Regions from separate parts of the Mus musculus genome. Here all the other regions are linked to region 4. The links are chromatin contacts, called in public HiChIP or PLAC-seq and promoter capture Hi-C maps. All regions are on one chromosome and are shown on one strand. Each heading gives the region's core, a stretch centred on a gene start, on an enhancer-like site or on the middle of the called end of the contact. The rest is flanking DNA. Distances are from core to core; before and after follow the strand shown.

What was found. Promoter capture Hi-C pulls out the DNA fragments that hold promoters and counts their contacts. HiChIP or PLAC-seq counts read pairs in DNA pulled down with a chosen protein or histone mark.
Region 1: a promoter capture Hi-C map of stem cell-derived epiblast-like cells shows a contact between it and region 4, with 4 times the contacts expected there. The contact joins the promoter of B230307C23Rik here to the promoter of Hmgn1 in region 4. A contact is called at or near these places in 3 of 39 promoter capture datasets (embryonic stem cells, liver and stem cell-derived epiblast-like cells).
Region 2: a contact with region 4 is called in an H3K27ac HiChIP or PLAC-seq map of stem cell-derived neural progenitor cells, with 5 times the contacts expected there. The contact joins the promoter of Prdm15 here to the promoter of Hmgn1 in region 4. A contact is called at or near these places in 4 of 39 promoter capture datasets (the 3T3-L1 cell line, the C10 cell line, liver and 1 more) and 1 of 115 datasets of contacts at active chromatin or transcription factors (stem cell-derived neural progenitor cells).
Region 3: a promoter capture Hi-C map of embryonic stem cells shows a contact between it and region 4, with 4 times the contacts expected there. The contact joins the promoter of Zbtb21 here to the promoter of Hmgn1 in region 4. A contact is called at or near these places in 4 of 39 promoter capture datasets (embryonic stem cells, liver and pre-B cells) and 2 of 115 datasets of contacts at active chromatin or transcription factors (embryonic stem cells and extraembryonic endoderm stem cells).
Region 5: a contact with region 4 is called in a promoter capture Hi-C map of stem cell-derived epiblast-like cells, with 4 times the contacts expected there. The contact joins the promoter of A630089N07Rik here to the promoter of Hmgn1 in region 4. A contact is called at or near these places in 3 of 39 promoter capture datasets (embryonic stem cells and stem cell-derived epiblast-like cells) and 1 of 115 datasets of contacts at active chromatin or transcription factors (embryonic stem cells).

The regions. Positions count from the first base shown.
Region 1 is chr16:97,996,016-97,998,715 of GRCm38.p6, reverse strand. B230307C23Rik (RIKEN cDNA B230307C23 gene) reads right to left here and starts at 1,380. Exons shown (of 4, transcript NM_001362093.2): 1 at 1,280-1,380. The coding sequence starts at 1,282. C030010L15Rik (a long non-coding RNA gene) reads left to right here. Exons shown (of 5, transcript XR_001781957.2): 3 at 929-1,019; 4 at 1,265-1,790.
Region 2 is chr16:97,849,810-97,852,509 of GRCm38.p6, reverse strand. It overlaps Prdm15 (PR domain containing 15), which reads left to right and starts at 1,283. Exons shown (of 24, transcript NM_144789.2): 1 at 1,283-1,459. The coding sequence starts at 1,391.
Region 3 is chr16:97,961,366-97,964,065 of GRCm38.p6, reverse strand. It overlaps Zbtb21 (zinc finger and BTB domain containing 21), which reads left to right and starts at 1,444. Exons shown (of 3, transcript NM_175428.4): 1 at 1,444-1,652.
Region 4 is chr16:96,126,364-96,129,063 of GRCm38.p6, reverse strand. Hmgn1 (high mobility group nucleosomal binding domain 1) reads left to right here and starts at 1,339. Exons shown (of 6, transcript NM_008251.3): 1 at 1,339-1,474; 2 at 1,603-1,632; 3 at 1,724-1,753; 4 at 1,861-1,911. The coding sequence starts at 1,460.
Region 5 is chr16:98,081,114-98,083,813 of GRCm38.p6, reverse strand. A630089N07Rik (RIKEN cDNA A630089N07 gene) reads left to right here and starts at 1,375. Exons shown (of 5, transcript NR_015491.1): 1 at 1,375-1,468.

The DNA of each region.
Region 1 (2,700 bases), core at 131-2,630, 1.9 Mb before region 4:
GATTGACATGAGGGAAAGGAAGGAGATGGGAGACATCTATGAAGTCAGGAGAAAGATGAAGAAACTATGAAGTCAGCAGAAGCATCATACAATGGGACACACTCAGGAGAAGTCTAATCAAATAGTTGCTGCACAAGGGGAAACTCAGTGTATCTGAAAAAATTTCTGACCAAGTCTCTCATGGCCTTGGGACTGATAACCACAACCCCGTACGGTGGGAAGAGTTGTGCTCTCAGAATCTGAAGCAACCCCTCCCAAAGGCCCTGGCCCCAGACTATTACCAGCTCTCCCAAGCATATTCCAGGTCTTAGAGAAGAAGCTCTGTTTTATCTCTATACCCAGAGCCTCAGGGAAAGCTCCCAAGGCCTAGGCCCCAAGCTGTGACTGGCTCTGCCAAGCATGTTCCTGGGTTTCATGAGGAGCTATGTCATTCTCCATATATGGAAACCTCAGGGAAAGTGTAACTTAGCACTCAATACAACAGTGTTTTGTTTTGTTTTCTTTTTTACCTTCTCACATGGTTGTCACTAGGCATCATCTCACCCATGTGGCAGAACTATGCTTTTCTCAAGAAGAAAACTGAACCTTTATGCCACACCAGGCCTTACTGTAGATTGTGATCCTGTAAGGCCCCATAGACCAGCCTGTTAGAGGCCTGCTCTTTGATATGAAGATGAACCTAGTGGATGGTAGTAAATCAAGTTTGTTTCCTTTGTTATGGTTTGGTGCCCAATTTCTGGACAATCCGGGTGAATTAACTTGTGTATCCTAGCAACCTAATCTCTAACAGCCCTAGTTAGCACATTACCTATCTGTGGGATGTTTTACATGCAGTCCACCCTCAGATAAATTCTACTTGGAGTGCCTTACTATCTCCTAAGCTTTAGTAAATCCTTTAGATCATTAATCCTGCACTTTTACATCACAGCTTGATATTGGATTGCTACCCAGCACATGAGATGTCTTTTACAACCTCCACAAAATTAACTCCAATGGATTGTCCACCTTAATGGCAAATGGTAAGAACAGAACTTGCAGAAACTAGTACTCTCTGAGTTTGGGATCATGCCAAAGATCTTTCTACACACAGGCCAAATGCTCTGCACAGATGCAGCCCCCACAGTGAAGTTATTCAGAGGCTACAGCTGGGTCCCCCAAGTGGCTAGGACCTCACACGTGGCCGCCGATTCCCATTCAGTCCTGTGAAAGCCCCACCACACCAGCTCGCGCTGCTGAGACCCCTGCTTCTCCCCATTGTTGGCAGTGACCCTGTGCTTACCATGTCGCAACTTCGGAGCTTGCCTGTGCACAATCCACAGCATCCAACCGCAGGAAACGGAGCACGGCACACAGAACCATTCAAGCACTCAACCAGGAAGCGAAACCGACACCACCGCACCCGGAAAACCCGCCTTCTCTTCTGACACGCAGGTCTGCCTGGAGGCTCTGATTGGCCAGTAAGTCTTGAGTGAGTCGAGCACCTCCCTTAGAGTTAGAGTGTGCTGAAGCCACACAGTGTAGAAGTTCTCAGACCAAGCTTCAAATCCAGGGACGACCTTTTCCAGATCTACAGGGATTTTCATTTCTGTAATACTTGTGCCGGTCCTCCAATAGCCTACCCTTCTGTCTCCCCGCACAGCCCCAGGGAGGAACCACCACTGCACCTATCACTGCTCAGCCGCTTGCTCCTCCCCTATGTGAACAGTTGACCCCGTGCTCAGCAAGTCCTTGACTTTTCAGCCTGAGCTTTCCTCACTCAGTAGACTGTTTGCCTTCCTCCTGGAATCAAGGTAGTTAGCTTGCATAGCTCAACTTGCAGTGGAGTTATCAATCTGTCCTACAAGCGGAAGGGTGCCCAGGATATTAACGATTAAAAAGAGATTTGGGGAAACAATAGTTTTGTTGCGGTTGGGATTCAGACCCGGGACCAGCTTCTGATCTGCATATATTTAACACACCAAAGCTGGCTGGGTGGAGCCATCCAGCAGCCGCGGGAGAACTGAGTTTACCTGAAAGGGGTGCTGGAAATGAAAAGATGGGGGTGGGGGGTACGCGAGAGAAGAATGAAGTCAAGACAAAGATTCTGATCAAGACTCAAAGTTTAATAATAGGCTTTACGTTTATAAAGGGAAAAACCACAAAACCCATCCCCTTCTTTAGCTGGAATATGTTGTAGAACAAGGTCAGCACAGGCAGCCAAAACAGCTAAGTTCCCATGGGAACCTGCAACTGCAGCCAAGACACATGTCTCTATCCAGCTTGATAAGGCCTGTCAAGATGAATGTTCAAGGTCTGCTTAGCCTGCTCAAGGCTGGGAAGGTTACAGCTGAACCTCCAGGTTCTCCCAGCTCTCCTCAGTCTCCACCTGTTACATAGCAAAGTTGGCAGACCCCACCTTGTACCCTGAGCTTTCCTGTCTCCAGAAGATCTTCCTATATAATCCTGACAGTTTGTACTCTTTGTCTCTCTGTTTCATTCTCTCTCTCTCTCTCTCTCTCTCTCTCTCTCTCTGCCTCCTCCTTCCTCCTTCTCCTGCCCTTCCCCCTCCTCCCTCCACTTCCCTCTCCATCTCCCTCCCCCCTGCATGCCTTGCTAGCTCCTTCTCCCCACCTCTGCTCCTTATACTCCCATCCCATAACTTCTCTGACCTCCTTGGGACTAGTGAACTCTCTGGTTCCTTGGGATCACTGAATCCACTAG
Region 2 (2,700 bases), core at 34-2,533, 1.7 Mb before region 4:
CTCCCCCGAGGACAGGGTTTCTCTGTATAGCACTGGCTGTCCTGGAACTCACTTTGTAGACCAGACTGGCCTCGAACTCAGAAATCCACCTGCCTCTGCCTCCCAAGTGCTGGTGTTAAAGGCGTGTGCCACCACCGCCCGGGCTTAAAGGTGTCTTGAAGGGCAAAGATGTCCTTGTCTGCTCAGTTCACTACACTGCCTGCCTCATTCACACACACACAGCTCTAACCTTAACTCCTCGGTTCACATACCATCTGGCCACCTCTCATGGATCACACAGCCTCTCTCCCCAGCTTTTTTGTTCACTCAGTCCCTTACCCTGAATCCTCACAGCCCGCTTCACCAGGCCTCCATATAGTCTCTCTCCTGTTCCCCATCCACATTGACAGTTACCCGCTCCCCATTCAGGAAGGCAACCATCCTCCATATCTGCAACCACGCATCTCTGCCCATGGGTTCCTCAATCACGCAGCCGTTTCCTGGGCTCTCTGGCTACAAAGCCCCAGCCAGTTCCCACAACACGCAGTTCTTTATCCCTGACTCCCTGTTAACACAGCCCGAAGTTCCCAGCTCCAGGTGCAAACACCCGGAGCCCTGGGCCCGCCCGTCGGCCTGCGCTGCGCACTACAACTCCCACGATGCCGCGCCACCGCCCCCCCGGCTTCCGGTGCTGCGCAGTTTCCGGAGCGGATCGCAACCCGGAGTCCGGATCCGACCCCGCTCTGCACATTCCACAGGCAGGTAAAGCCCCGGGCCCATGCTCGCCGCTGCCCCACCGCGCGCCCCTTGCTGCGGCCCGCGGCCCGCGCCTGGCCCGGGCTCGGCCTCCAGCCGCGCCCCCCACGCCCGCCCCGGTCCGGCCGCCGCGCCGCCTGTTCTTTGTTACAGTCGGGGCCGCGGGCGCCGTGGGCGATCGGAGTCAAAACCCGGCTGGAATCCGGAGCCGCTCCGGGATCGCCCTGCGCCCGCCGGGTTCCGCTGCCGCGGGCTTGGCCTCTGCCCTAAGTGCCCAGCCTGGGTTCCGAGCGCCCGGCCCCTGCCAACTGCCCTCCGCGCGCTCGGCCCACGCCAACCGGCGCCCGACCGCCCACTCGCGGGCTCGGCGCCCCCCGCCCCGGCGCGGGCTCAGGCGCTGCGCCCCTAGTGCGCCCAGGCCCAGCGGCCACCGCCAGGCCCTGCGTGGCTGCGGGCTCAAGTCTCTACAGTCCCTTCCCGGCTACCCGGCCGCCTTACCCGGTTTTCGGGCACAGCCCAGGGAGGGGCCTTCGTCTCCAGCCCCTTTGGCGTTTAAGAAAGTCCGAGGCTGTGCCGTGGCTCCCAGGCCCTGGCGCCTCACTCGTCTCTACCTTTTGGTGGCCCAGGGACCACAGTGGCAAGACAGGCTGGAGACATGTGCCCACCTACTATCTGGGAAAAGGGTGGACAGGTGGGGGCCAGGTGGAGCCTGCGTGCTCCTGAGGTGAGTTTTGAGAGGGCAGAGGTAGGACGAGAGAGGCAGTGGTGGGCGAGGGCGCGCTTATTCCCCCCCCCCCCAACACTTCATGGAATGGTGGAGGGCCTCTTCACACATGCTCATAAGCGTACCCCTCCTCCGAGGTGGTTTAAAATGGTAGAAGCTAGAATGTGAGCTGGAGACACGTGGACCTGTGCCTGAATTTAAAGCTGCCAACGCTTCTTTTAAAAAAACATATGCTAGAGCCCGTCAGAATCCTCCCATGGAGGTGCTTGTGCAGGCCACCGCTTGAGGTCCTGAAGGCAATTTTAAAAGTAAAACCTGAATTCTCCGACTTTGGGAAACCTCAGGGGTGGCAGAGACAGTACTCCCTGGAAAGTGCAGAGTAGTTGCTGAGACTTGATCGCCTATACACCCCACCCCAACCATATTTTGCTTCAAACCTACCGGCTTTCCATGTCTTACCTACTGCAGCTTCCTCCTCAGACTTGCCCTGAAATTACTGCTTTACTCTGAAATAAAACCTTTAGATCGGATTATTAAAGGGAAAAAGCACTAAGTTTTCTCCTGATGAGGTTTGTTTTTCCGTCTTTGATTCATGCTTTTCCACAAATGTCAGCAAAGAATATACTAGTTCTCTTTGGGGAACAGACAAGGTAGTTTGTTTTTCCAGAAGACAAATGGGTAGATTAAAACACCAACCACAGCTAGGTTGATGGCAAATGCTTATAATCCCAGTACTCTGGAGACTGAGCCAGAAGTCTATGTTCATGGAAGCCTGGACCATACAAAGCCAGCTACAATTACAAGGCTGTCTTAGAGAGATTACCTTTGAGAAGGACCACTGTTGCCATGGGGTGTCCTGTCATTTTTTTCCTGAAAGGTTATCTGTGCAGAAGGTAGGGAAGACATTGCTGCATTTTTCAGGTATAATAGAGCATAAAACTGGTCACCAACAGTGGCATAAAGGCTGGCCAGACTCAGATTCTCATTTGTAACATATGTCTGACACCTGTTCAGGATAACTTTCCCAGATTGTTCTACCAGGCCATTTCTGTGGTAAACGTTTGTGGACACCTTTCATACACCCAAGGGACAAAAGAAGAGGTGCAAGAGGCAGTGTAGACTATAAGTAACGGTGGTTACACAAGAGTGACAAGGACATGAAGGAAGAAGGTTGCTGGGTGTGCAGGGGTTGTTGGCACACTCTGCACTGACCTGAGCCATCTATCTAGGAAGGGTAGTTT
Region 3 (2,700 bases), core at 195-2,694, 1.8 Mb before region 4:
GCTGGCAAACAGTTGGAGGGAGGTTGCTTTGCACTCCATGTGGTTAAACAAAACAAAACAAAACAAAACAAAACAAAACAAAACAAACGAATCTGGCTTCTCTCTGGGCCATAGGCTCTGCAGCTCCATACTGATTTTCTGCATGTAAAAAAGAGGCCCAATGGTGTGTGGTCCTCTCAAATCCCTCTTTACAAGACCACTTCTTGCTTAACTGCCATACAGTTCAAATACAAATACATTAAAAACAAACAAACAAATAAACAAACCAAAAAAAAAAAAAACCCTTGAATGATTGCAGAAGAGAACTTTCAGTGTGAAATTCTAAAGGGCATAGTCTTGAAATGAAAAAAAAAACTAAATACTCAGAGTTATTCATTTGGAGTCTGTCCCCCCCCCCAATGGATCTACCTATTGCAAGATTCCTTTCTCCACATATCCCTCACACACTTCATAATGCTGTTTCACCTTGATTCACGTAGTTAAAACCCACCTTCAGAAGCATACTTGAAAACCACACACTTCTTGAAACATAGAACACCTAATTTAAGATCTAGGCTTTTGTTTTGTTTTTGTTTTTGTTTTTGGAGACAGGGTTTCTCTGTAGTCCTGGAACTCACTCTGTAGACCAGGCTGGCCCTCGAACTCAGAAATCTGCCTGACTCTTCCTCCCAAGTGCTGGGATTAAAGGCGTGCGCCACCATTGCCCGGCGGATCTAGGCATTTTTAAAGTCTGTTACAGAAATTTCACTTGTTGAGACTGTCTGCTGCTATGTTCCAGGCTCTAGAAAACTTCCGTGGCCTAGAGACCCTTTCTTCACAGCTGGAATTTGTAGTTTGGCATTTGTTACCCAGCTGCCTGGTTTTGGCGTACAGTCATCTGACAAATGGCATTGTAATTTTCATGCAAAGAGGCTAAAAGAGAACTGGTGTTGCAGGGAAAAAGGTTAATCGTTCTTTGTCTTTTGTTTTGAAATGAGCCAGGGCCTCACTCTGTAGTTCAGAATAGTTAACGGGAAATCTGCCTCAGTGTCCTGGATGATGGGATTCCTTGCATGCACCACCCTTCCCAGCTTCAACACCATTTTAAAAGGGTAAGGTTTGGATATGTGTTTGAAAAAGCCACAGAGCGAATAAGGGGAACCTGGGAACCCAACTTGTTCACTGCCGCTTTCTCCAGGAGGAAGAAATGGAGATGAGCTATTTTCCCGATAGCTCCACATTCCGCATTCAGGGGCTTTCCGCGACCACATGCGTACCCTGGGGGCGTCCCTACGCTCTGCTGCTCGTGCCCGCGCCTCACCGGAGAGGCACCAACGCGCCGGACCCAACGCGGCCGCGCTCCCGCAGGCCCGCCCTCGGCCCGCCCCCAGCCGCCCGGCACCCAATCCCAGCGCCACGCACGTGACGAGCGCTGCTTGCGATGACCTCATCCCTGGTGTGGGATGACGTCAAATTCAAGATGGATGGAATCACAGCGGCAGTGGAGGCTGCGGGTTGCGCGAGCCGAGTGTGAGCGGAAAGGGGCTTGGCGCCTGCCCCAGGGCTGAAGAGCGGTGAGTAACCGTCACGCTCCGCGCCCTAGGAGGACGTCGGGCCCGGTCGGGGACTACGGCCTCTCCGCAAAACGCGGCCTTTCCTGACGTAACTCTGAGGTGATTTCTCTTCTTTTTTTCCTCCACCAGTGGGTTGCGGGCGTCGGGCCCTTTTACGCGTGCGCGGGGCCGCGGTCCTCACCGAGCATGCCCAGACTCCCACGTAGTCGAGCGTGTCCAAGCACTGCGCATGCTCTCTGCCCGCATTTGGCCTCGCCCTCGCTCCTACGCATGCTCAGCCTCCAGGCCGCTGAGCTGCTCACCCTGGCCCGGGCGGCCTGAGTAGCCGCGGTGTGCGTCTGGGGTGCTGGCCACAGCATAGCCGTTGAGACGCCGCTGCGGGTTAGGGCGCGCTCTCTGGGGCGGGCGGGCGGCGCGCGCTCGCGCGGGGCTGGGAAACTGGCGGGCGGTGGCGGCGGCGGCGGCACCCACACCTGCAGCGGCTGGAACGTGACAGCCTGGCAGCCAGCACCTCTGGGGCCACCTCGTTTGCCCATGCACACCCTATCGGACCCCTCACCCCCACCCTCGGGCCCAAGGCTTTTCTTAGGAGAAAGACCCTCTTTCGGGGACATAGCACGGAAGACCTCCCTGCAGCTCACATCTTGGCCGGGGTCTCCCCCATCTCCCTGGCTTGGTTATTTGGAGCACCTTTGAGTGCTTCCTCTGCAGAGACTGCACCTTGTAATCAAAGAACCATGCACATATGTGCCCCCGAGGCTCTGGGTTCTGGAGAACCGCACACTACAGAACGTGTACAGAGAGCCTTAAACAGGTACTCCCTAAGGTTGCCCGACACAGGGGTGGTGTTGGGGGACACTGAGCCGCCCTTTGAAGCTTGGCATTTTTTTGTGTGTTGCATGAACTCCAATCGCTTCTACATCTTTGGACATCTATCTGTGTTACAGCATAGTCTGGTGATTGTTCATCAGCATGACCCTGAGTCATAAGTTCCTGGGTTTGTTTCATGGTCCTCCCACCTTGTTTCAGAGGCTGAAAGTAGGTTAATCCATGTTAGTGTTTCCACTGAAAACCTTCCTCCACTTCTAGTGATTAATCATTACCCTTAACCTTACCCCTAAATATTGACGTTAAAGTAGAAATTTGG
Region 4 (2,700 bases), core at 90-2,589:
TCTAAATGCTCCAGGCTACACTTAAACCCTGAATACCTGAGAATAGCCGCTGGAATAGACTTTGTCATTTGAGACATTTTCTCTATGTGGCCCTGGCTATCCTGGGAAAGAAAGACTTCCAATTGGCTATAAACTGTGTCTGAGTGGTCATCTCTGGTGGGCTTCCCGGAAGGGCAAACTTTATTTTTAAGAGGGTAAAATCAGGAGATTAAAACACCAAAGGACAGGAAGTGCATTTGGTTTTAACTCCAGTGGTGTCAATGTCTTTCCCCCACTAGTTGGGGTAGGACCTCACAGTCTTAATTCAGTCTGGCATGCATGAAAAGATGGGACCACAGATGAAGGGAACGGGGTCGCGGCTCAAACGACAAAGAGTCACTGCTGCAAGCCATCTAATCCCAGGAACACAGCAGTGGGCCTTTGGGGAAACAAGGGTTTACTGGGTAGGGGGATTAAAACGTTTGTGTAAAAATCTTAAACGGTGCAAGAGATAAAGATTCGAATTCCCTGTCCTAAATACAAGTTTTATGGTAGGCAAAGACATATATGATAATTCTTACAATTGAGCAGCAGTAATACGGCTGCGGGTGGGACTCTTGTACCCAGCCCGCTATCTGCATTCTTGAGGTATACTCAATATTAACTGCCTTCCATAAACAAAAGGTGCAATCTGGAAGTCGGAGCTAGACCCGACGCCGCTGCGCGAAGGACTGGGTCTGTAAAGGGCCGATGTGATTCCTGCACACAGTTGAACACAGGACGGAGGGGTCCATGCAGTGGGGAGGGCAAGAGCCCGAGACAGCTGCAAGACCTAAAACAGACATAGTTACCTAAAAATAGGCTAGTAAAGGCGCGTAGGACAGCCTGAGTCTGCGCGACCGGCCCGCGCGCGCCTGCGCACTGCTGGCTGCGCCTGTGCCCTCCCGGGCGAATGGCAAATCACGCCTAGGCACTGCTGAACCCGAGGGGTCCGCGGGTGGACTCCGCGGGCGGGCGCCTGGGGTCCGGAGCATTGTGGGAAAGCGATGCTGAGGCCACGTGACACGCCCCCACTTATCAGCGCGCAGGCCGCACTTTTGCTGTCGGCTTCAAACAAACTACCTAGCGGGGTCGGGCGACTCCGGCCCGCCCCTCGGCCGGGGTCGCGCCCGCAGGGGTGGGGGGCCAGGGGGCGGGGCGATGCGGCGGAGTGACAGCTCGCCGTGCCTATTCGGGAGCAAGGGCTGGGGCGCTGGCGCGCGCGGTGGGCCTAGACAGCCAATGGAGGCTGGGGGCGGCCCGGCTGGCGGGGAGGCGCGGGGGGAGAGGGGGCGGGCTCCAATCCGGTTCCATCCGGTTCTCCCACCGCCCCCGCGACGGGTCGCAGCAGTTCGTGTGGTGGTGGCGGCGGCGGCTTGGCAGTGCGGCTCCTCGGTGACAGATCCGACGACGCACGCGTCTCCCACCCCGCGCCGCCACGATGCCCAAGAGGAAGGTGAGTGCGGCGGGGCCGCGGCGCCCGCAGGGTTCGGGTCTGAGGGGCTCTGGAATCTTCGCGGGGTGCGGGCGGCTGGGCGTGACGTCACGCGGCCGCATTGTTCTCCGCTGTGCTTTCTCCTGCAGGTTAGCGCGGATGGAGCCGCCAAGGCGGAGGTGAGTGCGGGCCTCGGGTGGGCCGGGCGGATCGGGGCGGGCGGTGGGGTGCCGCTCACATGCGCTGCTCACCCCGTCTTTCTCTCCGCAGCCCAAGCGCCGCTCCGCGAGGCTGTCGGCCGTAAGTACCGCGCTCGGTCCGGGCCGGGACGGGAGCGAGCGGGCCGGGCCCAGCTCGCCCGCTCAGCGCCTCACACCCCCTTCTTTTATTAATTTATCTCTTGCCAGAAGCCCGCCCCTGCCAAGGTGGACGCGAAGCCGAAAAAGGCCGCGGGAAAGGTAGGTTTCGAAAAGGTGTCCAGGCAGGCCGCTTAGTTGAGGTTGTTCTAAGTGTTGGGGAGGTTTCTGGAAGGTGGGTGGGGGCGGCATGTAGTCCGTTCGCTCATCCGCAGCGACATGGCCTTTGCAGACGACCTGAGTTCAGTTCCCAGCACCCACAGGACAGCTCAGAAACATCCGTCCCTCCAGTTCCCAGAGGATCCGTGCCCTTTTCTGATTCCCAGCAGCAGGTACACGGTGCACATACGTACATGCAAAACACAAAAACTCAAGAGCCTGTATGAGCCGAAGATGACTCACTGGTTAAGAATGCACAATGCTCTTACAGAGGGACCTGAGTCTCTTGAGTGACAGCTCCAAGGGATAAGAGGATCTGATAACCTCTTCTGGCTTCTGCAGACACAGCCCGAGCATGCACAGACGCATAAGTATGCACGTTGTTTAAAAGTAAAGTTTCCCCGCCCAGGACGTTTTATGGAGCAGAGTAAAAATGGAGGAACTGTTTTCCCCATAGTTAGTTGGCGTTTTACCTTAAATGTTTGTGTGTATTTTGCCTGTGTGTGTGGGTAGGTGCATTTTGGAGGCCAAAAGAGGACTTAGAGTTAATAGTTTGGAGCTGCCAAGTGAGTGCTGGGAATTGAACCTGGATCCTCTGGGAGAGCAGCTGAGTACTTAACTTAGCCAGGGAACCGTCTATCTCTCAAGTCATAGTTTGTGATCTTTTCAAATACAGCTTCAAGGAATGGTGGTAATGTGGACTAGACTTTCTTGGGCTAGAGCAGGGCAGCA
Region 5 (2,700 bases), core at 126-2,625, 2.0 Mb before region 4:
AGATCCCATGGTAAGGACAAGGCAGGTTTAGTCTTATTAAAAGAAACAAAGATTTTTTCTTACAAACATGGGTTTAATTCATTTAGCATTAAGAAGGTAGAAGCCTTTTCTTTCTCTATGTAATACAGATTGGAGTGCATTTAGTTTTCATCTAGAATGTGTGAGTTCTTTCTGCAACCATGCTGGGTCTTATGCTCCATATGCATATGTAAATATGGATGTGTGTGTAATTATGTAATTGTGAGAATGTCTGCATGTGTGTGTGTAAGTATGTAATTGTGAGAATGCATGAAAGCTGGGCCCATCTGGCTTCTAATGAAAATGAATAAGTGAGCATGAATGAAGCTGAATATGAATTTATGTGAGATTATGCATATTTGCTTATGTAAAAGTTTTTTCTTTCTGCGAGTGTTATTTACTTCTCCTGGCTCAGTAGAAGTTTATAGCTCCAAACATCCTCCTATCCCGAAAGCAAGTGGCATCTGGAGAACAGGGGAAAGGGTCTAGCAATTAATTCTTTACTTAATCTGCTGTTTTAGGATGAGGTGCTGAGTGCCAGAAACTGCAGTTTCTGACCTGAGAGGATCACAGAACGCAGGTCAGGTACAACAGCATAGTAACTTAGACTTAGATAAGTAAACTTTTTATTATACAGCAACCCTAAATTTTTGTTAAGACAAAGCCTTACCCTCCGCCTATGCTCTTACCTCTCCGTTGCCTCAAGAAGAACCGAAAAGAAAGAAGAAATACCTCACGCTGGGGCTGCACCACGGCACAAATGCATCAAAATTAATTACACTATGAACATAACAAACCAGAAATTAATAAGCCTATTCATATCTATAAACTATTGTTACCCCAAATCTCCCTCTAATAGTTAATATCCTGGGCACCTTTCCGCTTGTGGGACAGTTTGCTAACTCCCCTGCAAGTTGAGTAATGGGCTATGCAAGCTACCTACCTTAATTCCAGGAGGGAGAAGTCAAACAGCCTAGTGAGTTAGGGAAGCTGGGGCTGAAGTCAGGACCTGGTGAGCACAGGGTCACTGCCCACATAGGGGAGGAGCAAGCCACTGAGTAGTGGCAGATCTCCGGCTGCCTTCCTGATGGGGCCTCCCTGGGGCTGTGCAGGGAGACAGAAGAGTAGGCTATTGGAGGACCCGCACCAGTACTATGGAAATGCAAATCCCTGTAGATCTGGAAAAGGTCAGGCATTGGACTTGAAGAATCTTCAATTGGGCTGAGAATCTCTACGCAATGTACCTTTAAGGGAGGTGCTCGAGTCACTCAAGACTTATTGGCCAATCAGATCCTTTAGGCTGACTTGCCAGTCAGAAGGGAAGGCGGGTTTTTCCGGATGCCTTGGCGCGAATTTCACTTAGTTGCTGAGCAGACTTGAATGAGCCTGTGTGCTGTGCTCCTTGTCCTGCCGCTGGATGCTGTGGATTGTGCTCAGGCAAGCTCCGAAGGTGCGACATCGTGAGCACAGGGTCACTGCCCACATAGGGGAGGAGCAAGCGGCTGAGCAGTGGCAGGTCTCCGCCAGCCTTCCTGGTGGGGTCTCCCTGGCGCTGTGCGGGGGGGACAGATTGGTAGGCTATTGGAGGATAGGCACAAGTACTACAGAAATGCAAATTCCTGTAGATCTGGAAGAGGTTGGGTCCTGGCCTTGAAGCTTGGACTGAGAACCTACACTGTGTACCTTCAGCTAACTCTTAACTCTAACGGAGGTGCTCCAGACTTACTGGCCAGTCAGAGCCTTTAGGCGGACCTGCCAGTCAGAAGAGAAGGCGGGCTTTCCGGTTGCCGTGGTGCGGGTTTCACTTAGTAGCTGAGCCAGCTTGAATGGGCCTGTGTGCTGTGCTCCTTGTCCTGCCGCTGGATGCTGTGGATTGTGCTCAGGCAAGCTCCGAAGTTGCGCCATGGTGAGCACAGGGTCACTGCCAACAATGGGGAGAAGCAGGGGTCTCAGCAGCGCGAGCTGGTGTGGTGGGGCTTTCACAGGACTGAATGGGAATCGGCGGCCACGTGTGAGGTCCCCTGAGGTCCTAGCCACTCGCGGGACCCAGCCGTAGCCTCTGAATAACTTCACTGTGGGGGCTGCATTTGGCCTGTGTGTAGAACGATCTTTGGCATGATCCCAAACTCAGAGAGTCCTAGTTTCTGCAAGTTCTGTTCTTAGCATTTGACATTAAGGTGGACAGTCCATTTGGAGTTAATTTTGTGGAGGTTGTAAAAGACATCTCATGTGCTGGGTAGCAATCCAATATCAAGCTGTGATGTAAAAGTGCAGGATTGATGATGTAAAGGATTTACTAAAGCTTAGGAGATAGTAAGGCACTCCAAGTAGAATTTATCTGAGGGTGGACTCCATGTAAAACATCTCACAGATAAGTAATGTGCTAACCAGGGCAATTAGAGTTTAGGTTGCTAGGATACACATGCTTGTTCACAAGGATTGCCCAGAAATATGGCTCCAAGCCATAATAAAGAAAACAAACTTGATTTACAAGCAGCCACTAGGCCCATCTCCATATGAAAGAGCAGGCCTCTAACCAGCTGCTCAATGGGGCATTACAGGATCACAATCTACAGTAAGGCCTAGTGTGCCATAAAGGTTCAGTTTTCTGCTTGAAAAAAGCATACTTATGCCACATGGGCGAGATGACACTTAGTGACAACCATGTGAAAAGGGTAAAAA